2 separate regions of the Zea mays genome follow, and region 1 is linked to region 2. The links are chromatin contacts, called in public Hi-C maps. All regions are on one chromosome and are shown on one strand. Each heading gives the region's core, a stretch centred on a gene start, on an enhancer-like site or on the middle of the called end of the contact. The rest is flanking DNA. Distances are from core to core; before and after follow the strand shown.

Evidence for each region. Hi-C and Micro-C count contacts between places; a contact is called where the count stands out from the background.
Region 1: a contact with region 2 is called in a Hi-C map of tassel, with 3 times the contacts expected there. The contact joins the promoter of LOC100191530 here to the promoter of LOC542725 in region 2. A contact is called at or near these places in 7 of 25 Hi-C or Micro-C datasets (bundle sheath, ear, endosperm and 3 more) and 1 of 3 datasets of contacts at active chromatin or transcription factors (leaf).

Annotation. Positions count from the first base shown.
Region 1 is chr1:183,425,458-183,431,524 of Zm-B73-REFERENCE-NAM-5.0, reverse strand. LOC100191530 reads left to right here and starts at 4,712. Exons shown (of 7, transcript NM_001136961.2): 1 at 4,712-4,910; 2 at 5,259-5,336; 3 at 5,435-5,602. The coding sequence starts at 4,866.
Region 2 is chr1:182,553,761-182,559,370 of Zm-B73-REFERENCE-NAM-5.0, reverse strand. LOC542725 reads left to right here and starts at 1,985. Exons shown (of 2, transcript NM_001112237.2): 1 at 1,985-2,183; 2 at 2,284-2,916. The coding sequence starts at 2,070. The coding sequence ends at 2,637. LOC103640730 reads left to right here and starts at 3,633. Exons shown (of 2, transcript XM_008664224.4): 1 at 3,633-3,954; 2 at 4,032-5,270. The coding sequence starts at 3,713. The coding sequence ends at 5,097.

The DNA.
Region 1 (6,067 bases), core at 3,463-5,962, 870 kb before region 2:
CGGCTTTGATTTGAGAAGAGAAGCTCACTCGGTCGGAGGGACCGTTTGAGAGAGGGAAAGGGTTGAAAGAGACCCGGTCTTTGTGACCACCTCAACGGGGAGTAGGTTTGCGAGAACCGAACCTCGGTAAAACAAATCCTTGTGTCACACTCCTTATTTGCTTGAGATTTGTTTTGCACCCTCTCTCGCGGACTTGTTTTTATTTCTAACGCTAACCCGGCTTGTAGTTGTGTTTATATTTGTAAATTTCAGTTTCGCCCTATTCACCCCCCCTCTAGGCGACTATCACTTTCAGTGTTAAAGTAGCATATTTATTGGATTCTCCTAGTTTAAGCTTGTTTGATAATCTAATGCATATGTTGTTCTTTTGATCGCATCTGTTATTTGTTTGATCATTGAATAACTTCAATTTACACATGTTTCTTAGTGCCTCATATAATTTCAATCGATATCTCTCTTGATATGCACTAAATTAAAAGGAGAATTCATGATACATTTATGCAATTTGTGATCTACTTGATATATAATCTTTCAATTAAAAGGATCACTAGTTGTAGAACCCTCTCTTGTGCAAAATATTTCCATACACTGTCTTGAATATAGGTCTTAAGTAACTAAGACTAAGGACAAAGCACAATGGAGAGAGCGTCTCTATGTGAAGGTACAAAAGAGTAAAACTACCTCCTCTCATTCACACATGTACCTAAATCTTCTATACATTCCTTGCATATCTTGTATAAAAGGAAGAGAAAGCATGTCTATGCATATCCCTGCTTCATACCTAGTTTAACCTCTCAAAAGGTGAAGTGATTTTATTGTCAAAGAGCTTAAAGCTTAACCTTGTAACGAGGATAAGCTACCTTTGTTCCAAAGGTGGAGGTTCCTTAAGTCTCTTTGAAATCCTTAAGGGTAATTGCTTAAAATGGTTCCAACATGCTTTCATAAGTGCATAGTCTGTCGTGAGCATCACACCTTTATTATGACACATTGCACTTCACAGTTTCTATGATATAGATATGTTCTCATTAACCTAATTATGTGCACTTGGCATTTAAGGCCAAAATTTGTATTCCTCTCAAGGCACATATTTAAGGGGAGCAATCTATATTATATAGAACTGTTTAAGATTAATTGACATATCCTTCTAACCATGTCTCTTTCCTTTGATACATTTGCATAATTCCTATCTCTCTTGTGCCAAGGTTAAGACTAATATGTTTCCATGAGTATCTTATATTAAGTCTTAGATTGAAAGGGAAATGGAGTATTCTGCAAGGACATCGCTTCCACTTTACACCATCGGTATTATCTATCCTTTGCCGGTATTCCGCCATCTCTCAAAATTGGTATATTCTTTCACTCATATTTACTTGAACCAATGGGGGAGAAAGTAAAAAGGGCTCTAAAAACTCCATTTTTGGCGATTAATGCCAAAGGGGGAGAGAGTATTAGCCCAAAGCAAAAGGACTGCACCACCATGCCAATTTCAAAAAAATTCAAAACAAGTTTAAATTGTTAAATGTTTTTCAATTGGTATCTTTGAAATTAGTATTCCTCTAAGAAATTCTATCTCAATTGGTATTTATATTTTAAGGAGAAGTTTTTCAAAAATTTGATATCTAAAATATTTGATCTTCTTTCAATTGATAAAACCCTCTTGAACACTAAGAGGAGAATTTCATTAAAGGGGAGTTTTGGTTTAGTCAAAAGAAAAGCATTTAAAACAGGGGGAGAAAATTTTAAATCTTGAAAATGATTCTCAAAATCTTATTCATATACCTTTGACTATTTGCAAAAATACTTTGAAAAGAATTTACAAAAGAATTTGCAAAAACAAAACTAGTGGTGCAATCGTGGTCCAAAATATTAAAAGAAAGAAAGTAATCCATGCATATCTTATAAAAGTTTAAACTGGTTTAATTCCAAGCAACCTTTGCACTTGCCTTATGCAAACTAGTTCAATTCTGCACTTATATATTTGCTTTGATATGTTGGCATCAATCACCAAAAAGGGGGAGATTGAAAAAGAAATAGGGTCAAACCTTTTTCAAATAATTTTGGTGGTTGAATTGCCCAACACAAATATTTGGACTAACTAGTTTGCTCTAGATTATACATTCTACAGGTGCCAAAGGTTCAACACAAACCAATAAAAAGAACAAGTTAGGGTTCAAAAGAAAGGAGCAAAAAGGAAACCGAAGTGTTCCCTGGTCTGGCGCACCGGACTGTCCGGTGTGCCACCAGAAAGTGTCCGGTGCACCAGGGGTCGTACACTCCAAACTCCTCAGCTTCGGGTTTCCCAGGCGCAGCTCCGCTATAATTCACCGGACTGTCCAGTGTACCACCGGACTGTCCGGTGCACCAGCGGAGCAACGGCTATCTGCTCGCAACGGTCGACTCTGACGGATGAACAGTGCAGCACAGTAACGCGGCAGAAGTTAGAGCAGAAGGTCAGAGGGGCACCAGACTGTCTGGTGTGGCACCGGATTGTCCGGTGCCGCATAAGGACAAAGCCTCCAATGATCGACCAGCTCCAAGCCCTAACGACAGGTTGACGTGGCGGCGCACCGGACTGTCCGGTGCGCCCTTCGCCAGCAGCCTTCTCCAACGGCTACAATTTGGTTGATGGCTATAAATACCACCCCAACCGGTCACTTCAAGGTGTGGGAGTCCAAGCAACATTCCAAGTCATATAGTTGACATATCCAAGCCCTCCCAACCACCTCTATTCATTGATCCATCCTATACACAAGATTTAGACCACTTCAACCTACACAAGTGCCACAAAAGAGAGAGCAAGCAAAAGAAAGCTTCTCGTGTGAGTTTAGCAATAGTGCCTTGTGAGATTCATTGAGAGAAAGTGTGTGCTACATCTTGTGTTCATTTGTGCGTGGAGTTTTGACTCCCATTGAACTTCCTCCAAAGTTTTAGAGGCTTGTAAAGCTAGCAAGAGACACCTAAGAGTGTGGTGATCCTTGCGAGGTCTTAAGTGATCCTTGAGAAGAAGAAGAAGAGCTCGTCGGTCTTAGTGATCGGTGGAGAGAGGGAAAGGATTGAAAGAGACCCGTCCTTAGTGGACTCCTCAACGGGGACTAGGCCTTCGAGGGCCGAACATCGGTAAAATAAATCACTCGTGTCTCTTGTGTTTATTGCTTGTGATTTGTTCGTTCTCTCCCTTTTTTAAGTTCTCTTGCGCTACTCTTCGCTAATATTATTTTGTGTTGCTTCAAGTTAAATTCTCATTTAGAGAAGCAACTCCTTGTAAGAAAGAATTGCACTACTCTTTGCTAATATTATTTTGTGTTGCTTCAAGTTAAATTCTCATTTAGAGAAGCAACTCCTTGTAAGAAAGAACTTGTGTTTATCCTCTTCTTATCTAAGCCCTCTTGCACTATTCTCCACCAACATTTCTAGTAGTATTGCTATTGATTAAATTCCGCACTCTTTAAAAACAATTCTCATTGCAAGCAAAGGACTTAGCTTTTATACTCTGATAATTGTGAATCTTGTTCTAACCACTAATCAAGGGATCTAGTTTGGATTTAGAATTATAATTTGCAGGTTTCGCCTATCCACCCCCTCTAGGTGACTTTCACCCGGGAGGCCTTTTAGACCTTTACGTAGAGGTACTTGGCAGGTGGATCGCTCGGTTTGTGAGCCGTTTTTTAAGGCCTTCATGCCTTCTTTGGGAAACAGGTACCCAACAAGTTTGGTTATAATCATTTACCTAATTGGATTTGTATTTACTTAAACTTAATAAAGTTTGACCAACTTAATTACAAGCTAATGCTTAGCCCTAGACTTTTTCCTTGATAAACATTATATTTTTTTCTACATGATTGCTAAGTACTAACCGTAGATGTCCTCGCTTTTGCTATAATCATTGGTCAGATCACGAACATACATCACCAAAGGACGACTATATGTGTCGTCTCTCATTCAACCGTGCATGTGGAGAAAAGTTATCTTCGTCTAGTTTATTTTTATTTAGTTATTTTTTTACTAATAATTGGCTATAGGAGTCGGATGTGACATTTATATATCAAGCGCTTATAATTCAAATTACCAATATTGATATGATATAATGTTTCGATTAAAATATGTATGCTTAATTAAAATGATAACTTATAAAATTGAGTATAGTGAAGTATCATTGTATTTTTAAAGTGAATTATCAGTGTTATGTTACATTTTCGGATGTAGTTACTTGTTTAAAATAATTATAAAAAAACCACGATCAGTGTTCAAACAGCGATAAAAATCGTAATCCCTCTCAGGGTAAGGACCCACAAGTGGTATTAGTAGGAAAAATTTGGGTACAGAACACGTGACAAAGCAGAAATCATTCTAGAAAGAGCCAGCTGTAGTAGGTTCGTGTGCAAAAGTTGAACATTCACATTCCATTTCTCAGTCTTTGCGTTCCACGTACGTCGTCTTTCTGTTCGCGACGACCATGTCGGCGCAGGCGCAGCCTGGTTGGTCCTGGTCAGTTGGTAGATGGCAATGGCATATTACAGTTACAGAGAGGGGGACCTTTTAATTACAGGAAATTTGGATCCATACCATTAAAAGATCACCACTTTGGATCCATACCATTACTATCTCACTTACATGTGGGTCCACATGAGTCAATGACATGTGGGGTCCATGGTATATTAGCGGATGATAATCAGAGAGGAGGAGGCAACACGGCACGCTAACAAAAACCAGACCACGCGGAACGGCAACAGCAAGCTGCCTCTCTCCCTTGCGCGCGCGTGATTTCATCTTCGTCCGATCCCATCCCACCCCACCCCACCTCACCGGAGCCCCTCTCCCCCTAACTCCTCCGGCAGCTGCTCCGATCCCGAACCGTGATTCGCTCGATGGCGGCAACCGCGGGCGGCAACAAGATCCGCAACGCCAAGCTGGTGAGGAATCATCCACGCCCCCCCGAGCCCTCGAATTCGATCCGTTCACGCCCCGCTCCTCCCGGTTTCGTGTCTGGATTCCAGTCAACTACCAGCCGGAGGAGTCCGTGGCTCGCCCCTCCGCTCTGTTCCCCTGACGGAACGGCGACCTGCGAGTTCCCTCTCGGGGTTTCTTGAGAGAGGGGGCGGGGGATGGACTTCGCAGCGATCGTGTAAAGATCGCATCTTTTCTTTCTTTCCTTTTCCCCTCTTAGCTAGGAACTTTAGGGTTTGTTTCTTTGTACGGCGACCCTGCGGACGCTGACACGCGCTTGCTTCCTCTGCTCGGTTCTATTGTACCCCGCCCAGGTTCTTCTTGGGGACGTGGGCGCCGGCAAGTCCAGCCTGGTCCTCCGGTTTGTGAAAGGCCAGTTCGTCGAGTTCCAGGTGAGATTCTTCGACCCTTCAAACGCGGATTGCCTCTGGGTTCAGCAGGATCGTGATACAGAGTGGGTGCTTGAACGTGCTGTTTCGTTTGGCCGCAGGAATCCACCATCGGCGCGGCTTTCTTCTCGCAGACCCTGGCGGTGAACGACGAGACGGTCAAGTTCGAGATATGGGACACGGCGGGGCAGGAGCGGTACCACAGCTTGGCTCCCATGTATTACCGGGGCGCTGCGGCTGCCATAGTTGTCTACGACATCACGAACGCGGTCAGTACAACGACTTGAATCAGTACCGGTTAATACACACATTGTAGTTCTCTGCCTCATTGTTGAGTCCAGAACTGAAATGCGTCAATACTACTGAAATGAAATAATAACTGGAAGCAGTGTTCTGCATCCTTCTTTGTGTGCCACGATTGCTTAGCTTCGCATCCAACTTTGATTTTACAGCGTATAGCGATCAAACTGTTAATTGACTCTGCTCTGAGCTGTGCAAAGATGCAATGTTATAGGTTTCCCAACTTCATGTATTGTACCCTTCGAGGGTGCGTTTTGTACTGAATAAGTCGGCATAAATGAATCAGTATGATGTTGTAAACCTAGAGCAACTGGATGTTTGCACCTTTTTCTGTCTGCATTTCAAGAGCAACCTAAATCAGAACAAAATTCCATAACTTTCGATGCTACCAAGCCATTAACCTTGACTTGTCTTATGTATCAAGCAACCTTAAA
Region 2 (5,610 bases), core at 736-3,235:
ATGTACGGTCCAAACGTGGTTTGGTGATGTTGCGTCTTTTCACGACCGTCGTGGGCCGACAGCGTCGTCCTAGGTTCCTTTCTTGCGGATCCGTTCGGCAAGGACTTGGTCATTCGTCCTGTCTCGTAGACTTGCTCGGCAGGGACTTGGTCGGTCACCCCGTCTCGCAGACTTGCTCGTCCGGGACTTGGTCGTTCGCCCCTCCTCGCATACTTGCTCGACGGGGACTTGGTTGCTGGTCCCGTCTCGCAAACTTGCTCGATGAGGACTTGGACATTTGCTCCGCCGAGTAGACTTGCTCGGCGGGGACTTGGTCGTTCGCCCCGCATCATAGACTTGCTCGACACAGACTCAGTTGGTAAATGGGCCAGAGAGGGGTTTGTGGGGGTATCCCGTTCTTGGGTACTTGACACAATTATTTGTAGTTTTTACCTGTTAAAACTTCAAATATGATGTTCATATTCATATCTTTATTGGTATCACTCTTCGTGTATACATTTATTTATCCTATGTACATGCAATGTAAATGATACATAGTGCATATTGACCTTATTTTTAACATGTACTTCTTTCAAAGCAAACCACCCGCGAAGTGTCACAATGCATACATCCTTCGGTGTCGAGGGACCTCATCATGAGGCCCCTGCCCCCCTAAGTCTAGCTTCCAATGTCATTTAAGGAAGAAGATGAGTTTCGAGGCCTTTAGGGCCTCTGAGGTTCTACCGAACAATCTAGGTTATCTTTGTCTCTTAGATCCCCTGCATCAGACCCCTCTTGGACCTCGACCTTGGAGCCCTTCAAGGTTCTGAAGCCCTCTTGAGATCTATGGCTCTTAATGTGGGAACCCAAGCTTCTCTCTTGACTAAGTACAAGAATGCTCCACATTGAGGCATACAACTAGTTGTAACCCCCGGGCAAGAAGTACCATGGGAGTATGGTCCCATAGCCACAACTGTCTCTACTTAAGACGACCATGTGATACTAATGTTCCGAATAAAGCTTTTGCACATCACATTAATGTGATGGATGATATTGTGGTCAAGCAGGCATATGGTAGCCACCACAAAGGATATGAAGCATACCCAAATCCACTATGAGGAGTGTGTCGCGTACCTATGCCACACCTAAATGTGCTAATTTACCTGTAAGCATTATAAAATATAAGCAATTACACCGTATCTGATGGCATGGACTCGAGTACATAACTATGATATGATATATTTCTCACTGCCGCAAGATATGCATATTACAATGACATGTTCAAGCGCCATTGTGGTCCGCGTAGAGTCCTCGTCTCTAACAAGATGAAGTAATCGAGCATGTTCACTACGAACCAACATGTGATCCTCCTCTTCTTCGAGCTATAAAATATTCATCCAGCTTAAATTTCAAAATATGTGTGTCAGAGTTAAAAAAATATTCGATTCAAATCTAAATATCAGTTCTGTATTCATATCCTAGAATATTCGAATCTATATTTGAATTCAGATTACAAGGTAGTGAATTGTGACATGTATTCGTTCCTATCCGATCCGTCGTTTTTGAGCACTAGGTGCGGTCACTGTGACGCGTGGACTTGGCTTCGCCCACTGCCATCGTGGACCCACGTCATCAGCAAGTGTCCATATCCACCACCCGACCCGACGACCGCTTGCCGTCCGATCCGTGTGCTCCCGAGGGCAAGGATGGCATTTCGCCACGCGAGATATTTTTCGGTGGCCTGCACAGGCCGGCAGTGCAGCGGCCAAAACGAGGTCAGGTCAGTCACGCTGGGCCCCGCCTCACGCTCCCGTCCTGCTCCGGGTCCCAACAAAGCCGTCCCCGGGAGGTGCTCGTGTGCTCGTAGCGCGGTGGCGACCCCGATGCCCCGCATATTCCACTGGGCGTCCGCGCCGTCGGATGGGATCAGGACGGCCGCGGCGGCCCCGCGCTCGGCTATAAAGACGCTGCGGGGGACGCATTCCCTCTCCGTGCTTTCTTAGAGGTGGGTTGGCTTCTCCTCCCCCTCCGGTTCGGGTTCGGGTTCGTGAGGTTCTCCGGGGTTCGGGTTCGTGGGTGAGCGGATCGAGATGGCGGCGTCGGATGTTGAGTACCGCTGCTTCGTCGGCGGCCTCGCCTGGGCCACGGACGACCACTCCCTCCACAACGCCTTCAGCACCTACGGCGAGGTCCTCGAGTCCAAGGTCCGTTCCCGTCCCAGATCCGTCCATGGCTTCGTCCAGATCTGACCTGTCCTGACACACCCTCACCCGGATCTGTCCCTCCTTCCCCTCTCCCCTGCAGATCATCCTCGATCGGGAGACGCAGAGGTCCCGCGGCTTCGGCTTCGTCACCTTCTCCACGGAGGAGGCGATGCGGAACGCCATCGAGGGCATGAACGGCAAGGAGCTGGACGGCCGCAACATCACCGTCAACGAGGCCCAGTCCCGCGGCGGCCGTGGAGGCGGCGGCGGTGGGTACGGTGGTGGCCGTGGAGGCGGCGGCTACGGCGGTGGCGGGCGCCGTGATGGCGGTGGCGGCTACGGCGGTGGCGGCGGCTACGGTGGCGGCGGCGGCTACGGTGGTGGTGGCGGCGGCTACGGCGGTGGCAACCGTGGCGGCGGCTACGGCAACTCCGACGGGAACTGGAGGAACTGAGCGGTGGGGCCCGCGCGGCCAAGTTATCCTGTTCGCTACCGTGATGTTTACCCTAGTCCAGAGGGTTTATCTTCGTTCGTGTCGTGTTTGTTGTTGCCCATCTGTGTTTTTGATTGCAAGGTCGCTCTGTGTCAGTTGTTAGTGCTGTGTTCATCCTCGGTTTCAGCAGACCCATGCATCAAACAGCATGGACTGCGGATCGATGGATGCTGTTACCCCCGTCAGGCTTTATTCTAAGTTAATCTTAAGGAAAAAATGGTGCTTCTTGGTGCTGCAAAATGGTTGTGCTCATCTGAAAAGCTACTTACTCTCGCTTTGAGTGCGAATCAAGGCAAAGGTTGCCAGTTTTTCAAACAATGAATGATTCTTTGCTTTGGAATGAAAAAAGTAGCCGCCAATCAACATGAATCTATGGGGGAAAGGCGATCTGACGTAATAATTACAACATCCCAATCAGTGAGCAACTGAACATAACATTTGATCCTGACAAAGGACTCTGCCCCCGGTCAGCTGGATCCAGGATCTGGCGTAGAATTCACTACAGAAGACTGTCTTCAGCGGTTCCCCTAAATTTGTCCCCCTATATCCCACTCACGTGCCACGTCAGCAATCTCTCTCCCCCTATATTTCCACGGTCTACAGCGGTTCCCCCTATAACAATCCTCTATACCCCACCAGACCAATATTATATACTTTCCTCATCAACTAACTCAACTACCATCAAATATTAAATTTATGTTTATTTATTATTTGTATAGTACACGGGCGAATTTTGGTCCACATGTAATTAGCAAACTTCATAATTACTATTACTACATTAGTACAAATACGGTACAAATTGATGTATTTTTACAAATTCAAAATTCTCATTCTTCTAGTACACGACACGAGTGGCTTGCACGACACGACTGGCTTGTACTAGAAGCCACGATCGCCTGGCTTCCTTCACACACCAAAGGCACCTATAAATATGGTACCCTGGGGAAATGCTCCACTCATCTAAACACTCACTCTCTTCTATATCATCCGCCATACCATAAGAAGACCGTACTACGCACTCGTAGTTTAGGTCGTCATGGAGTCATTGAAAAGCCTTGTGTTGTCCTCGTCATCCGACGATTCCGACGATGAGATTGATACCTTGTTGCTTGCCCAACATGTTGACCACCTTGTACAAGGAGACACGAGCACACGCCGTAGCCGCTCCTCATTGCCTCGCCGAGTTATCCATAGGGACCACACTGCTGGAGAAAATCTCATCAAACATCACTACTTCGGACCTAATCCTGTGTATCCATCACATGTTTTTCGTCGAAGGTACATTTCCTAAGTTATGATTTTACTTTCATTTGTAGGTTTCTTTTGTTAATTTTATGCTTTATTTTCGTTTATAGGTTTCGGATGCATCGTCCTTTGTTCCTACGTATCCTTCGTGCCGTTCAGCGAGAAGACGAATACTTTACTATTCGTTGTGATGCAACAGGTTTAGCAGGGCTTGGTCCATTGCAAAAAGTATGTGCTGCATTGCGTATCCTTGCGTACGGGTTACCAACCGATGCGGTAGATGAGTACATACAGATTGGACAGACTACCGCTAGGGACTGCCTTATCCGTTTTTGTCGCGCAATCATATCTTCCTTTAGCGAACGATACCTTCGTATCCCTAACCACGACGACATTGCTCGCATACTACGTGTAAACGCCGACAGGGGGTTTCCTGGTATGCTAGGCTCTATCGATTGTATGCATTGGGAATGGCGCAACTGTCCTACTGCATGGCGCGGACAGTTTTGTGGGCGAAATTCGAGGCCAACAATGATACTAGAGGCAGTCGCTGGGTACGATTTGTGGATTTGGCATGCCTTCTTTGGAATGCCTGGTACCAACAATGATCTCAACGTGCTTCATCGCTCACCTGTGTTTGATCCGTTACGTAATGGGACGATGCCACCAGTGCACTTCACTATTAATGGGACTACTTACAATTTCGGATACTACTTAGCAGATGGCATATATCCAAATTGGCCTACCTTTGTAAAAGCTATTCGCCACGCATTTGAGGAGAAAAAGGTTCACTTTACAACCAGGCAAGAGAGTTGTCGAAAAGACATTGAGCGAGCATTTGGAGTTTTGCAGGCTAGGTGGGCTGTTCTACGTGGACCTGCTTATGGTTGGGATCGTAATCACCTCGCAGAGATGATGACTGCTTGCATTATTATGCACAACATGATTGTCGAGGACGAAGGAGATGGTGCAGTTAATGTCGACTTCATTGGCCCCTCTGGGCCGCCTGAACCGTGCAACAATACTGGTGAGGGCCGCAACGAGTGGTTGAACAATCATATCCGCTCCGAGTTACCCAACGATCCGGACGAGGACATCACTTGTCAGGCAACATACTTGTCTTTACAGCACAACCTCATAGAACACCTCTGGGCTCGTCGAGGCTCCATGGGTTGATGCATTTTATCCAAATTATGTGCTACACCAATGTTGTTTACTTTTAATTATGAACTAAATGATGTGTACCAGGATTAGTAGTCGTATGTGGTTTGTATGTCCGTAGTTCAGAAGTCATGGTTCCTTGTAAGTGTAATGGCTCTGGTACAAATAAGTTTGCATATGTTTCCTAACTTCAAGTAATGTATCATAATCCTTATTATCAATATCAATAATGTCAAAGTAAACAATGTTCAAAAACCAAGCTGATGAACTCAAACAACTAACGAATTGTTCAACCACTCTAAAATAGACATGTCCAAACACAGAGGAGCACGGTTCGCCGATACAAAGGTGACAAACACCTTATGAAATACAGTAGTACTCGTCACACAGGATTGTTGATGAAATATTCCATTAAACCTTGTTTCATCGCCGTGTATACAGCTCTCATCTCTTCTGGTAAAGCATCCATATCCATGGCAAAAAGTTTGTTGAGCTCTTCAACCTTTTGCTTCCTATCTTCCATCATCA